3 separate regions of the Sus scrofa genome follow, and regions 2 and 3 are each linked to region 1. A link is a contact called in public HiChIP or PLAC-seq data. All regions are on one chromosome and are shown on one strand. The core of a region is the stretch at or near the end of the contact, and the rest is flanking DNA. Distances in the headings are between cores, read along the strand shown.

Region 1 (4,203 bases), core at 1,065-3,564:
TCTGCCTACACAGCACCCCCCCTTCTCTGATTCTCCCCTGCTCCCTGACTCCAGGCCCCCGAGATGTGGCTCAGGCTTAACCCATCCCCCGGCCTCCCCACCCCCATCCATCACTGGGACTAGCTCGGTGAGACGCCCAGCGGCCACCGCCCCCGCGCTTTCGGTGCAATGACTCAAGGGGGGGCACTCTTTCCACGGAGCAAGTGAAGCCCACGCGGAGGCTCCTTAAGCCGAGGCCAGGCCCCAGGGTCAGCTGGGGTGGGCTCTATGCCACCTGTATCAGGAGAGTCTTCACTGAATCAGGGTAACATTTTTGGGATAGAAGTCTATTTCATTTCGTTCCAAGAGGGCTCCGAGATGTCACCTTCCCCTGGGAACCTAAGACAACTGAGAGCACTGAGTGGTTGGCTGGCACGCCACATCGCTGGGTTTCTTCTTCAGGGCATGCAACCAAGCCTGGGTGGGGACTCGGACCTGCCTGCCGGCTGGGGTCAAGCAGACGCGCGTCCGTGTCTCTCGGACTCCGCAGCCTCTAGGCCCCGTCCGAGTCCAGCTCTCAGCTCGGACGCGCTCGTCGGGGAACCCCTCCCTGACCCCGCACCAGCTAGGTCTGGGCCTCTTCCCACCCCCTTGGTCGACATCCGCGATTTCCCTCGACGGTGCTTTTCATCATGATTGAAATGAATGGTGTGATAGCTTGTTTACGCTCTGTCTCCCCCACTAGACCCGTGAGCCGGTGCGGAGCAAGACTGCTTCTCCTTGGCTCGGCACTGTATTTTCAGGGCCTGGCCCATCTGTCAAAAGGAAGGATGGAATCCACGGATGCTTGAACCACAGAGCCGAGCCCGGGCCCCCCAGCACTTCCTGTGAGCAAGGCATTCAGTCTCACTTCTGCTGACAAACAAAGCAGAAAAGATGGCCTCCCAAACCACGACTGTGCTGACCTTTCAGAAGCTAGGGTGGCAGGAGAGCGATCCTGTTTTGCTAGCACAGTAGGAAGTTTCTTTCGGCCGGTGTGGGGGGCAGGGGAACAGGGAACAGAAGCTAAAATCACCAGACATCCAGAGCAGGCAAGGAGCATCTTAAAGGACAGCCTCGCCCAAGCCCCCAGTTTTGCAGTGTGAATGAACAGCCCCGTATCTACTGACTGAAGAGTCTCCCAAGTCCTTCGGCCTCATGACATTTGGGGGGTGCAGGCTGGGGGTCACTCTCTCCAGCTGAGAAATGGTGCAGGCAAGGCTTGGAGAGCTGGCTCGCCCTGCTCAAAGTCCCCTCCGGGGAGGACTGGAGCATATTTTGGTGTAAATTGCTTTCATTGGACAATCACGTTGGAACCTGCATCTGCGGACTGGAAGGAAACGCAGGGATCATTTGACTCTACCTCCTGTGAACTACAGGGCTGTGTGACCCCAAGCAAGTCACTGCTCCTCTCTGAGCTTCGATTTCCTTCCTTGGTAAAACTGAGCCACTCAGGGGTGATACAGGAGGTCGTGCGTCTGAAGACACCAGAAAACTTTAGGGCCTCAAACTGCTGGTGCTTGGCTGCTGCCTTCTTCCCTTTGTATGAGTCACCACGCCCTGAATAAGACCCGCAGAAGCTGATTTGCATGCGATGCGACAGAGTGTTTATCAGAACCCAAGGAGGGCTACTCTCCAGGAGGCCGAAAGTCTCTCAGGCCCAGATTCCCGGCCCTGGCTTGACCCCGACACAGTGGCCTTCAAACGCTGAGGCAGTCACCTCGGTGCCCAGGGGGAGGGCAGAGGGACGGGGCTACAGGGAATGGAGCGGTTTGAGGGCAAAGCCATCAGGACGCCCTTACCCACCCACTCCCGCCCCAGCAAAGCCAAGGTATTCGGCTTCCCCGAGGCTAGAGAGGCACGCTCTGGGCAGCACCTTGGTGCACCCGGTGGGTGTCCCCTTCCCTCCTTGGGCTCCTTAGGTGAGGTGCAGGGAGAAGCGGGGAGGGCAGAGCCACCGCGCACGCAGGGAGGGAGAGAAGGGGCGAGGGAGGCAGGGGAAACTGCAGGCGGCCGTGGAGAGGCAGGCGGGCGGGCGGCTCGGTTCCTTCCCCCAGCCCCTCTGGGGGACTTTTCCGGCTCCCCCAAGAACACCTCCTCAGGGGCCAGGCCGGGCGCGCCCAGCGCCCTCTCACCTTTGACTTGCGCCTCATACTCGGCCTGCGGCCCTCGCTCCCGGCGCAGCTTCCCGTGCGTGGCCATGGCCGCCCGGCGGCCGCGCCGTCGAGCCCCGCTCTTCCCACGCGGCCGTGAGCGGGCCCGGCGCTGGGACCTGGGGCCCAGCAGCCAGCACCCTGCGCGGGCCCCGCCCCGCCCCGTCCCTCCCCCCGCGTGGCTGGGGGGGCGGGGCGGCCCAGGCCTGGCACTGCCGCCACCCGCTGCCCTGCCCGGGAGGGGGCTGAGCGTGGGGGTGGGGGGAAGGAGTTCCCACTGTGGCCGGGCCTCGTGGCCCGCGCACCACCGGGGCGGCCTTGTGCCCAAGCAGCCAGGGCCGGTGTGAGAGCCCCCAGGTGCCATCTTCCCCCCAACCTCCAGAAGGCTGTCTGATCACCACCGCCAGACAGCGCCCTTCACATCATGGCCATTGGCCCTCAATGCCAGGGGACAGGACAGCATAGCCGCCCCAGGCCGTGGGCTCCCCTGGGTCATCTGCTTCCCTCCGGCCCCCGGGACATGAGATGGGGTCCCATCCTTCCCAAGTCACAGCCCCAAGCGATAAGCACAAGGAGCCTGGAGAGCCAGGTGGGAAGGGAGGTCGGTCGGCAGCAGAAAACAGAAGGGGTGTCCTCTGGAGGCCCCCCGTGTGGTGGGGGTGGGGGGCAGACAGCAGGGCTGAGCTGAGGTTCCCCTTCTGCTCAGCCCTGTAGGGAGGAACGAGCCTGTTTCCCCATAGGTGGTTACCACTTCCTGCTGCCGGAAGAGACTCTTCTGCCTCCCTTCCCCGGCAGCTTTGCACCTGCTCTGTCCTAGGCCTGGGGGGCTGGGGAGGGGCCGCCCTCTTCCTTCCCCCTCAGAGCAAGGCCTTACTGAGCCTGGCGGGGGGGGGGGGTATCTGGGAGCCTCTCTAATCCAGGGGCACTGGAGTTTCCCCTCACCCCTCTCTACCAACTGGAAGTCACAGGACTACAGTTTTTCTCCAGTATACTGAGACGGCAGGGTGCATGCAGCAGGTGACAAGCCAGATTTGACAGCCAGCCATCTTCGGTTGGGTGGGAGGGACATCCCTGGGGTATTGTCGCTGGTGAAAGAGGTGAAGGCAGTTAGGCTCCGGGATTGTGCCTGGGGAAGGCAGGCTTGTAGGCACTAGTGCAAGGGATCCAGGAGTGTGTGCACGGATGTCAAGGTTGAGCTCTGTACAAATGTGGGCACACGTGACCCTGACCTGCAGCTCTGGGAAGGAGGGGACTCTGTGAAGGTACTTCTTGGCTTTGGACTGTGGGCAATTCTCTTGGCTCCTCAGCTCCCTGCCCCCCACCTCCAGAACCAAGGCCCTTCTCTGAGGTGCAGTGTGCCTACGGGGCCCGGGCCAAAAGGCCTGGAAGCTGCTCTGAGGCCAGCAGGGACCCATGCCCCTCATCAGCTAGCCCCAACACACCTCGCCCCCTCCCCCCCATCTGAGCACTGGCTGGACCCTCCCCCATCCAGCAGAGCCAGGCACCAGGCTCAAGCCCACTGGAAACTGCTGCTCAACTGGACTCAGCTCCTACTTTCAGATACTCTCCTCCAAACTGCTACTTTACACTCCAGAAATACACGCATGTGATGCCCCATTTGGCTACTGCTGTAAAACCTTGGGTAGCCCTGGCTTTTAGGGTGCATGTCTGGCACTTAAGGCCCTACTGCTTTGCTCTATCTTCAGCTCTGTCGTTCCCCTGCAAAGAACCCAAAAGCCTGTTATCGCGCAGAAGGGTAGGGCCAAATCTGCAGGACCTTGCTAAAACTGCTGACGGGTGGAGTGAACACTCGGGACTGAGGGGTGACGGCAAGGCGAACGTGGTCAGGTCTGCTGCGTGGAAGATGGACCAGAGGGAGATGAGAGCAATGGGGAGGCTGTTAACAGCTGTCCACGTCAGTCAGATGAGAGCGTGAATCAGACAGCGAGGGTCCCACCTCAAGACGCTGTGATGCCCCTCCTATTTTCCCACGTTGGTTTTCTAGAAGAAGTTTCGCAACGGGGGCTTCAGG
Region 2 (4,203 bases), core at 435-2,934, 290 kb before region 1:
CCTCCAGCTTCAAAGCCAGCAGCTTCTAACCACGCTTCCCTCCTCACATGGCCTTCTCCTCTGCCTGTCTACTCCTGCTGCCTCTCTTTAAGGATGGCTTAATCCCATCTGCAAAATCTTGCCGCATGAGGTAACAGTCACGGGTTCTGGGGACGAGCATGGGGGAATCTTTGGAGGACCCACATTTGGCCTCACACAGAGGACAAGGGCGTAAACAATACATTTTATCAAGAAATCCTTGGAGAAGTTCCCGTCGTGGCGCAGTGGTTAACGAATCCGACTAGGAACCATGAGGTTGTGGGTTCCATCCCTGGCCTTGCTCAGTGGGTTAAGGATTCGGCGTTGCCACGAGCTGTGGTATAGGTCGCAGGCGTGGCTCAGATCCTGCGTTGCTGTGGCTCTGGTGTACGCAGCGGCTACAGCTCCGATTCAACCCCTAGCCTGGGAACCTCCATATGCCGCAGGAGCGACCCTAGAAAAAGCAAAAAGACAAAAAAAAAAAAAAATAGAAAGAAAGAAATGAAAGAATCCTTGGAAAGAGACACCTCAAGAACTTTGAGCATTTCAAGGTTTAAACTTCAGTTTCACAGTTAATTCCTACATGGGACCCCCTCAATCTCAATGTCAGATTAGGCAGTATGGCTGCACGTGCCCCTACAAGTCTTTTTCTTTTTTTTTACTTGGCAAACCCTCGCCCTAGGTTCTCGGTGTGATGAGACCTCCTCAACAAAGCTTGTCACGAGCCTCGCCAGCGGCATGATCCAAAAGACTCCATTTGACCAAGTGCCAGTGCCCCCGAGGCTGGGAGACAGGTGTGGCAGAAGGCACCGTACACTCAACCGAGATGCGGGCGCCCCGACTCCGCCACCTTTTAGCTGGAGCCAGTCCCTTTCCACATCCTCTCTTTGGGACTACGCGCCCGTCCGGGAAATGACAATGACCCTCTTGGCCTCGCAGCTCGAAGCCTAACACACAGGGCGTGACGGAAAGGCAGAGGCCGATACCCCTAAGCCGGGCCTCCCAGTGTTCGCTAAGGCAGCGCAGGCCCGCGTTCTTCCCTCTGCACAGCAGCGCCAGCTCCGCGTCTGGAGGGACCCCTCTTCCGGGAAGCGAGTCCTCGCGAGGCCAGCCCCTCCCCGCCCGCTCGGCGCTCCCAAGGCGGGCTGGGGCCCGCCAGGTGAGAGCGCAGCACTGCGGCCCGGCCTCTACGTCTGGTCCGCATGGGGCCCGCCCTCTTCCCAGACGCGGTTACCTGCCTCCATGATGAACCGCGTCACTCGGAAGTGCACCCTCGCCTCCGGTGCTGGCCGCCCCTCTGCGCCTCGCGCCGCGTCCCCTCCTCCGCAGGTCCCCAGGCCGACGGCCTCCATGAGGCCCCGCCCCACGGGCCGAGACCCCCCCCCTCCCCGCACCGGAAGGAGAAGCGTTCCCGACGGGCGGCGGCCGGTTCCCGGGGGTCCTCGGGAGGGAGCAGCTGCCCCGCCCCGCCCCCGGCTGAGCGCGCGCAGTTGCGCGCCGGAGGCGGGGCCTGCCGAGTGCGCAGGCGCAAACTTAAGCGCAGGCGCAGGCGTAGAGACCGCGGCTGCCTGGAGGCTGGCGAGCGCCTGCCCCGCCCCCGGAAGCCGTACACCGCGCCCCAGGAGCCGACGCCCCGCCCCTGGGAAGCTCATGCCCCGCCTCCGGGAAGCGCACGCTCCGCCCCCAGTAGCGGTAAGTCTGTCTCCCGGCTGAGTGATTGCCGGAGCGGCGCAAGTGCGCCTCGGGGGCGGAGCGGGGGCGCGCTCCTAGGGCCTAGGAGGTACGGAAGCACCCCCCCCACCCCGGCCCCGCCAGGCGCGTGAGCTACAAGTCCCTATGGTCCAACTAAGGTGTCGCTCCCGGGCTGGTGGCCCAGCGTGGTTTAGGACGGGAGCAGCTGGCTGTGTCTGCCAAGCCGCGGAGGGGGGGCGCTTACCGGAGGTGTCAGTGGCTCCTAACGGAGGGCGTGGGGGAGTTCCCATTGTGGCTCAGCGGTAAGGAACCCGACTAGTATCCTTGAGGATGCGAGTTGGATCCCTGGCCTCGCTCAGTGGGTTAAGGATCTGGCGTTGCTGTGAACTGTCGGTGTAGGTCACAGGCACATCTCAGATCTGGGGTGGCTGTGGCTCTGGCGTAGGCCGGCTACAGCTCCGATTAGAACCCTAGCCTGGGAATTTCCATATGCCGCAGGTGCGGCCCTAAAAAGACAAAAAAAAAAAAAAAAAAAAAAAGAAAGAAAGGAAGGAAGGAAGAAAAGAAAAGAAAAGAAAAAAAAGAAAGCCTGAGGTTCAATGTCAGTGTCAAAACCCGAATCCAGGTTTGCCAGTTCCCCAGACCCACAGATGAGCCCGGAAGGGAATGCTGTGCCCAGAATGAGGCCGTTAGGGCTGTTTGCGTGAGGGTCCCGCATCCCTTGGGGATCTGGTTGCCACTCACTTTTCCAGCCTGGCACTGTGGGAGCTCAGTAACGTTTGCCGAATGAATGGTGTTGAATATCCAACTCCCAGTGCCATCCTGCATTTCGTTGGTGGCTTCCAGGCATTAGGGGTGCAGCACCCAAAGGGCCTCCCAAGCTAGTGACAGACAGTCACTCTGGTCATTCTGATACATTCAGACGGTTGCTGTGACTTGAAAGAGCTGGGAACATTAAGAGGAAAAAGCCTCCCCCCCCCCCCGCCCACCCACCTACCCGGCCAACCTTGAGGTCCTTCTCCAGCCCCCGCCTTACTTAGCTCCCCCCGTGGTCCTCTCTCCACACCAGCTGGGTCACTTTCCTGGTGCTTCCGTAACAAATGACAGGCAAACTGGGTGGCTTACAACTGTAGAACTGGCCGCAATTCTAGAGGCCAGACCTCTGAAACCAAGGTGTCACCAAGTCTCTGCAGGAGGATACTTCCTGCCTCTTCCAGCTTCTGGTGGCCCCAGACATCTGTCCCTTGGCTTGCGGCTGCACCCCTCCCGTCTCTGCTGCGCCCATCCTCACATGCCGTCTCCTCCGTGTCTGCGGCTCTCGTTTTCTGTCTCACTTGTCATTGCATTTAGGGCCACCGAAGTAATCCAGGAGGCTGGCAAATAAGAGCACATTCACAAGGATCCGGGAGTTAGAGTGGGGACCCCTGTTTGGGGGGACTACCATAGCCCGTGACACCAGCCACCAGAGTGAGCTTCCTAAAACTCAAGGCGGGGGAGCCCCTGCCCTGCCTAACACCCTCCTTGCGGAATCACCCTGGTGACTGGCCCCTCAGGGCCAAGGCCTTGGGTAGCTCCCCAAAGGTTATGGTCTCCCAGGGGGGCCTTTGCACATGCTCGACCCGTGAAGGAATTCCTGCCCCACACCCTCCTCCCCAGCTCCCTCCGAGGGTCTTGCATGTGCTCGTGTGTGAAGGGGCTCAGGGCCCCCAACCTCCTGTGCTGCTGACGCCTGTCATGCCTTCCACGCTGTTGCTGCACTGGCAGTGCCACCCTCTCCCCACCCAAATGGACTCTGGGTCTTGGGAGATGGGGCCACTGCGTCCAGCTGCCAACATCCATGCATAATGCACCCCGCCCCCATGTACACACACGCAAACAGATGCACACGCACGTCAGACACTCCCCTCAGGTACCCTGGGGTGCACACCTGTGCACACATGCACACACGCATCCGGTATCACCCTTCCCCTGGCCCCTTGGCCCAGCGGCCTGCCTGTCCCCTCCTCACCCGCTGTGTTTGCTGGTTAAACAGCGCTGCTGGACTCCTCCTCCCCTGGGCCTTTTGTGGTGTAAGGAGTCTGGGCTCGGCAAGTAATAGGTGCCTGTGGCTGCAACTCGAGGGAACGAGTCAATGAACACATTCATTTTGAAAGCGCCAGGGCACCGGCACCCTCCTGGCACACAGCCTGGGCGCAGTGGTGGATAAATGAATAATTCACGAGCCACCACCAAACCTCTAGGCAAGGCCTCTCTCTCCCCTGAGGGGGCCCTCCCTTCCCTGCCACCTGCCACCCCTCCCATCTCCCTCCCAACCTCACCTGGGACTCCTCTCCAGGCCGGTACAGCAACGATGATCCATAAAGGCGGGGTATCCTCTCAGAAGAGGATTTGAGGATTGTCTGCCAGACCGCTGCCTCCTCGTCTAACCCTCACTGTGCCCTCCACGCTGAGCAAAGCGCGGCCTCCTTCTCACAGTGGAGTCCACTCAGGAGT
Region 3 (4,203 bases), core at 971-3,470, 270 kb after region 1:
CTAACGCTGGCCATCGGGAAGCCCCCGGTCCCCCCGAGCCTGCCTTGCTGGTGGAAGCAGCCTGCCCTCCCACGTGTGGCGTGGCGGGCTGGTGTTCTCTCCCTTAAGGACCGTGTCCTTAGCTCCCCTGTGCGGAATACCTGCGAGGGGCCACTTGTTGTCCTCCAGACCCTCTGCAGCCACGCCGTGTTGCCATTAGACCCCTAACTGGACTCCATTCCCAGCAGGATCCATGGGTGCATTTACAAAGTCCGACCCTGGAGAAAATAGCTCATACATCAAGAAATATTTTCCAGGCTTCATTGATATCTACCAACAAATCCTCCTTGAACATTTATGGTAGTGGAGCCTCAGGGTGGTCAACTCAGTAGGTGAGCTATGCCACTCACTGGCATGGATTAAAGGACAGAAATGTACTTACTCAAGGTTTCAGATTGAAAGTATTATCATCGAGTCCTCTTGTGGCACAGCAGGCTAAGAATCTGGTGCTGTGTGAAGCAGCTTGGGTGGCTGTTTGTGGCAGAGGTTTGATCCCTGGCCCAGGAACTTCCTCATAGTGGGGGTGGCGATTGGCCAGAGAAAAGCAATCTAGCGTATCACAGGGTTGGTGACTGCAAGGTGGACCTACTGATGACCTCTGCATTTCATGATTCTTGTTCCAGAACTGATCTGGCAGGAGATGGAGTACAGAATCCAAAAGCTTAGGGAGAGAGGAATTTTGGAGTAGATTCAGCGTATTAGACCTGAACACCCCACGTCCTAACTATATTCCACGGATAGGTCCAGAAGCAGCTTTTTCATCGAGACATTGAGAAAGCCATTAGAGCAGTCTGAAAAGACTGCAGTGCCTCTAGGAAGGCAATAGTTGGGCAGCCTGCTACAGCCCTGCTTTATGTGTATAACCCTAAACGCTCTAGTCTGGGAGCCCAGCACCTGACTTGAGCTCCCCCAGGGAAAGTCACATCTTCTCATCCAGTTTCCAGACCCAGATGACCCTGTTGGAAAGGGAGGCTCTGTTCCCTGGGACGGACCCTACCCTGTTGCTGGAAATGCATGCCACAAATCTCCCCAAGTTTTCCTAAAGAAAACATTCTCTAAAGTTACAGGTAGTCCTAGAGAACAGGTGAGTCATGCCTGTTAGGTAGCATGGGGAAGACCTTGTTACTTTCCTGCTGTCCCTACCTCCAGATCGTGGTCACCTCTGCTTTGGATCCCTGCTGACATGAGCACTAGCTCTGCACACTTCTCTGGATACCATTCTTGGACAGACAGGGGAAGGATCTTTGCTTTATCTCAAAACATCTCAGAGGCACACTCAGGAGGCGCTAGAAGACACTGTGTGTGTTTGGGGGGGGGGGATGCCGCATCCTGGTCCCTTGGGAGGGTAGGAGCTTTCAGGAGCACGGATCAAGGCAGCTTTCAGAAGCCAGAACTCGGGCGCAGCTGAAGTGACAGTGCTCCTTTGCTAACTGGGTGTGGTCGCCACCTTCCTTTTCCTCTTCTCCAAGTCACTCTGGAGAGCATAACGTCTAATTTTCTCCGCTGTGGAGGGGTAGGCTCAATGGTGGTCACGGGGTCTCCAGAGCCCTGGACCTTTGTGGCCGCATTTCCTTGGCTTTTCTGGCGGGAGGGCATACGCCCCGCCCCGGGTCTCCAGGGAACGGGGACTTGGCTCGCAACAAAGTGGGTGCCAAGACTCCTCGTTTAGGACAGGGAGGACGGGGGTGGGGTTGGGCGGGCCTCCCGGTCCACAAAGGAACGATGGCCGAAGCTCCATTAGGGTGCGTCCCTGCCGAGCCCTGGAACCGCACGGGGGAGGCACAGAGGGCTCGTCCCAAGCCTCACGATGCCAGGGGACAGGTGTGCGGCCGCCGCGAGCCCCATTCGGGAGTACTTTCTTCCAGTGCTAGGAACAGATGTCTTTTATAGTTACGGCGAAGCCTCGGGCAAGAATTTTACGCCCAAGATGGCCAACCGGAAGCTGGCTCCTCGAGCCGATGTGGCGAAGCCCCATTCGCCAGTCTGCCGCTCACGGCCGGGTGCTCAGCCGCCTTCCCGCTCTGCGCATGTGCGCAGGCACGCCCGTACACATGCGCAGAGCACCGCCGCGTCTATGGTCCGGAAGTCTAACAGAGCGTCTCCTCGCCCGCCCCCAGACTCTATGGTTCCTACCCGTGAAGATAGACCGCCTATATAAAGGATGCGCAGGCGTGGGAGCGCCTCTTTTCCTTCGGCGCGGTGAGTAGTCGCGGGATCAGGCCGTGGCGGTGTCCTTGCCGTTTCTGTCTCCTCCCTTGAGGCCTGTGTTCGTCTTTTCTTCCGACTTTGTCTGTTTCGTTGCAGCCACTGAAGATCTTGGTGTCGCCATGGGCCGCCGCCCCGCCCGGTGGTGAGTGCCTAGTCCATGCAGTTTTGCTGCTGGGAAAAGGGAGGGAGAACTGCATTTGGCTACTAAAAGTAGCCATGGGGTGGGGTCTCCCTTTTGCGCCTTTCCTGCCCTGGGAACAGACTCCGCGTTTTCCCCAGTACCATCCGGGTCGCTTTAGGCCTTTGTTTAAACTGTCTTTTTTAAAAAGTAAGTTCAGGCTGCTATTTGTCATTTATGTTTCTCCGATTTTGTTCGAGTTGCGGGTTGGACCTACACGGCATACGCTGCCCCAGTTTCGGGCTACAATGGAAACCGCCTTGCATCTCGCCCTCTGTTCTCGAAATGCGCTGGCTTTTTAAGCTCAGTGCTCTTTCTGGGCCTTTGTATACCATCCTCATCTTATTTCCAGGCGACGTGCCGTTCAGGCTCCTCCGAGGCCAAGGGCAGTCCCGGAAAAGCTCAGCCGCCTCGTGTGCCCTGCAGGGGGCGCCGGGAGCCCTTCACGTGGCTCAGAGAAGGACTCATTGCCACGTGCCCAAACGTCTTTAGGTAGATGAAATGAAATGTTTACATGGTCTGTTTCAAAGCGTTGGCCTCATAGGAAGTGTAAAGACCAGCAGGGGATGGAGGATATGCTGGCGTTCCTTTATAAGCTCCCGGATCGGGTGTCCTAACTTTTGGCTACATCTTGCTTTAGGGCAAATCTCCAGGAGTGGAGACATAACTTAGAGATGGACGTGTGTCATCTCACCTTTCCCAGCTCCCCTTTTGGTCTTAACTTGAGGTAGCACTCAGAGTGCCCATTGAGGCCTTCGTTTGTGAATCTTTACAAGCCTGGGTCTTTTCTGCCTTCCGCAGTTACCGGTATTGCAAGAACAAGCCGTACCCAAAGTCTCGGTTCTGCCGAGGTGTCCCTGGTAAGTAGCGGGAAGGCTCTCAACCTTCTACGGCCGCACGGACTCAGTTGCCTGTGGCACCCCCGACGCTAACCAGAGTTGTTTCTTCAGATGCTAAGATCCGCATCTTTGACCTGGGGCGGAAGAAGGCAAAAGTGGATGAGTTTCCGCTCTGTGGCCACATGGTGTCAGATGAGTACGAGCAACTCTCCTCTGAAGGTGAGGCCGGGCTCCTTGCTCATCGTCCCAGTCAGAGCTAGACCTCGCTCTGCTGGAGTCAGCAGGTCATTCATTGGTCAGGAGCCTCTTGCCAAACAACCAGATGTTCCTAGAGAACCCCAGCAAGTCGTGCCATTTTGTCTCACTCTGCTGCCTTCTCCCCCACCCTAGCTCTGGAGGCTGCTCGTATTTGTGCCAACAAGTACATGGTGAAAAGTTGTGGCAAAGATGGTTTTCACATCCGAGTGCGGCTACACCCCTTCCACGTCATCCGCATCAATAAGATGCTGTCCTGTGCCGGAGCTGACAGGTGAGCGGGGTCTTGGAGTTTTGTCTTTATCTCGAAGCCTCCGTATCAGGCTTTTCATCAGCCAGAGCCAAGAGGCCAAGGGCTGGGAAATGAATTTCAGTAAACACTCTCCTCCGACCACCGCACAGACGGAACAGAAGCCGCAGAATCCCGGGAACAAAGGCAGCGCAGCTTGGGGGCAACAGGTGGAGGGTGGTCTTTCGGAGGAGGTAGCTCATCTCTAAGCCTGATGCCATCCTTGCACACAGGCACGTAGCTGGGGTGGTCACGGGTTGGAGGGCTTTTTCTGTGGCACCTGGCAGGGATTCTAGCCAGTCTGTTCCAGGGTCCTCTTTGCAGCCAATTAAGCCGACCGTGCTCTTTTCCCCATGGGGGCCCGGTGTGCAATGGCTGCAAACAGCAGCCTCCTC

What was found. HiChIP or PLAC-seq counts read pairs in DNA pulled down with a chosen protein or histone mark.
Region 2: an H3K27ac HiChIP or PLAC-seq map of alveolar macrophages shows a contact between it and region 1. The contact joins the promoter of FAM58A here to the promoter of ARHGAP4 in region 1. A contact is called at or near these places in 1 of 47 Hi-C or Micro-C datasets (liver) and 2 of 2 datasets of contacts at active chromatin or transcription factors (alveolar macrophages and skeletal muscle).
Region 3: an H3K27ac HiChIP or PLAC-seq map of alveolar macrophages shows a contact between it and region 1. The contact joins the promoter of RPL10 here to the promoter of ARHGAP4 in region 1. A contact is called at or near these places in 1 of 47 Hi-C or Micro-C datasets (liver) and 1 of 2 datasets of contacts at active chromatin or transcription factors (alveolar macrophages).

The regions. Positions count from the first base shown.
Region 1 is chrX:124,652,998-124,657,200 of Sscrofa11.1, forward strand. It overlaps ARHGAP4 (rho GTPase-activating protein 4), which reads right to left and starts at 2,315. Exons shown (of 23, transcript XM_003135484.5): 1 at 2,154-2,315. The coding sequence starts at 2,220.
Region 2 is chrX:124,368,388-124,372,590 of Sscrofa11.1, forward strand. FAM58A (cyclin-related protein FAM58A) reads right to left here and starts at 1,685. Exons shown (of 5, transcript XM_003360487.4): 1 at 1,253-1,685. The coding sequence starts at 1,670.
Region 3 is chrX:124,925,029-124,929,231 of Sscrofa11.1, forward strand. RPL10 (ribosomal protein L10) reads left to right here and starts at 2,221. Exons shown (of 6, transcript NM_001044543.1): 1 at 2,221-2,389; 2 at 3,227-3,285; 3 at 3,376-3,483; 4 at 3,655-3,793. The coding sequence starts at 2,367.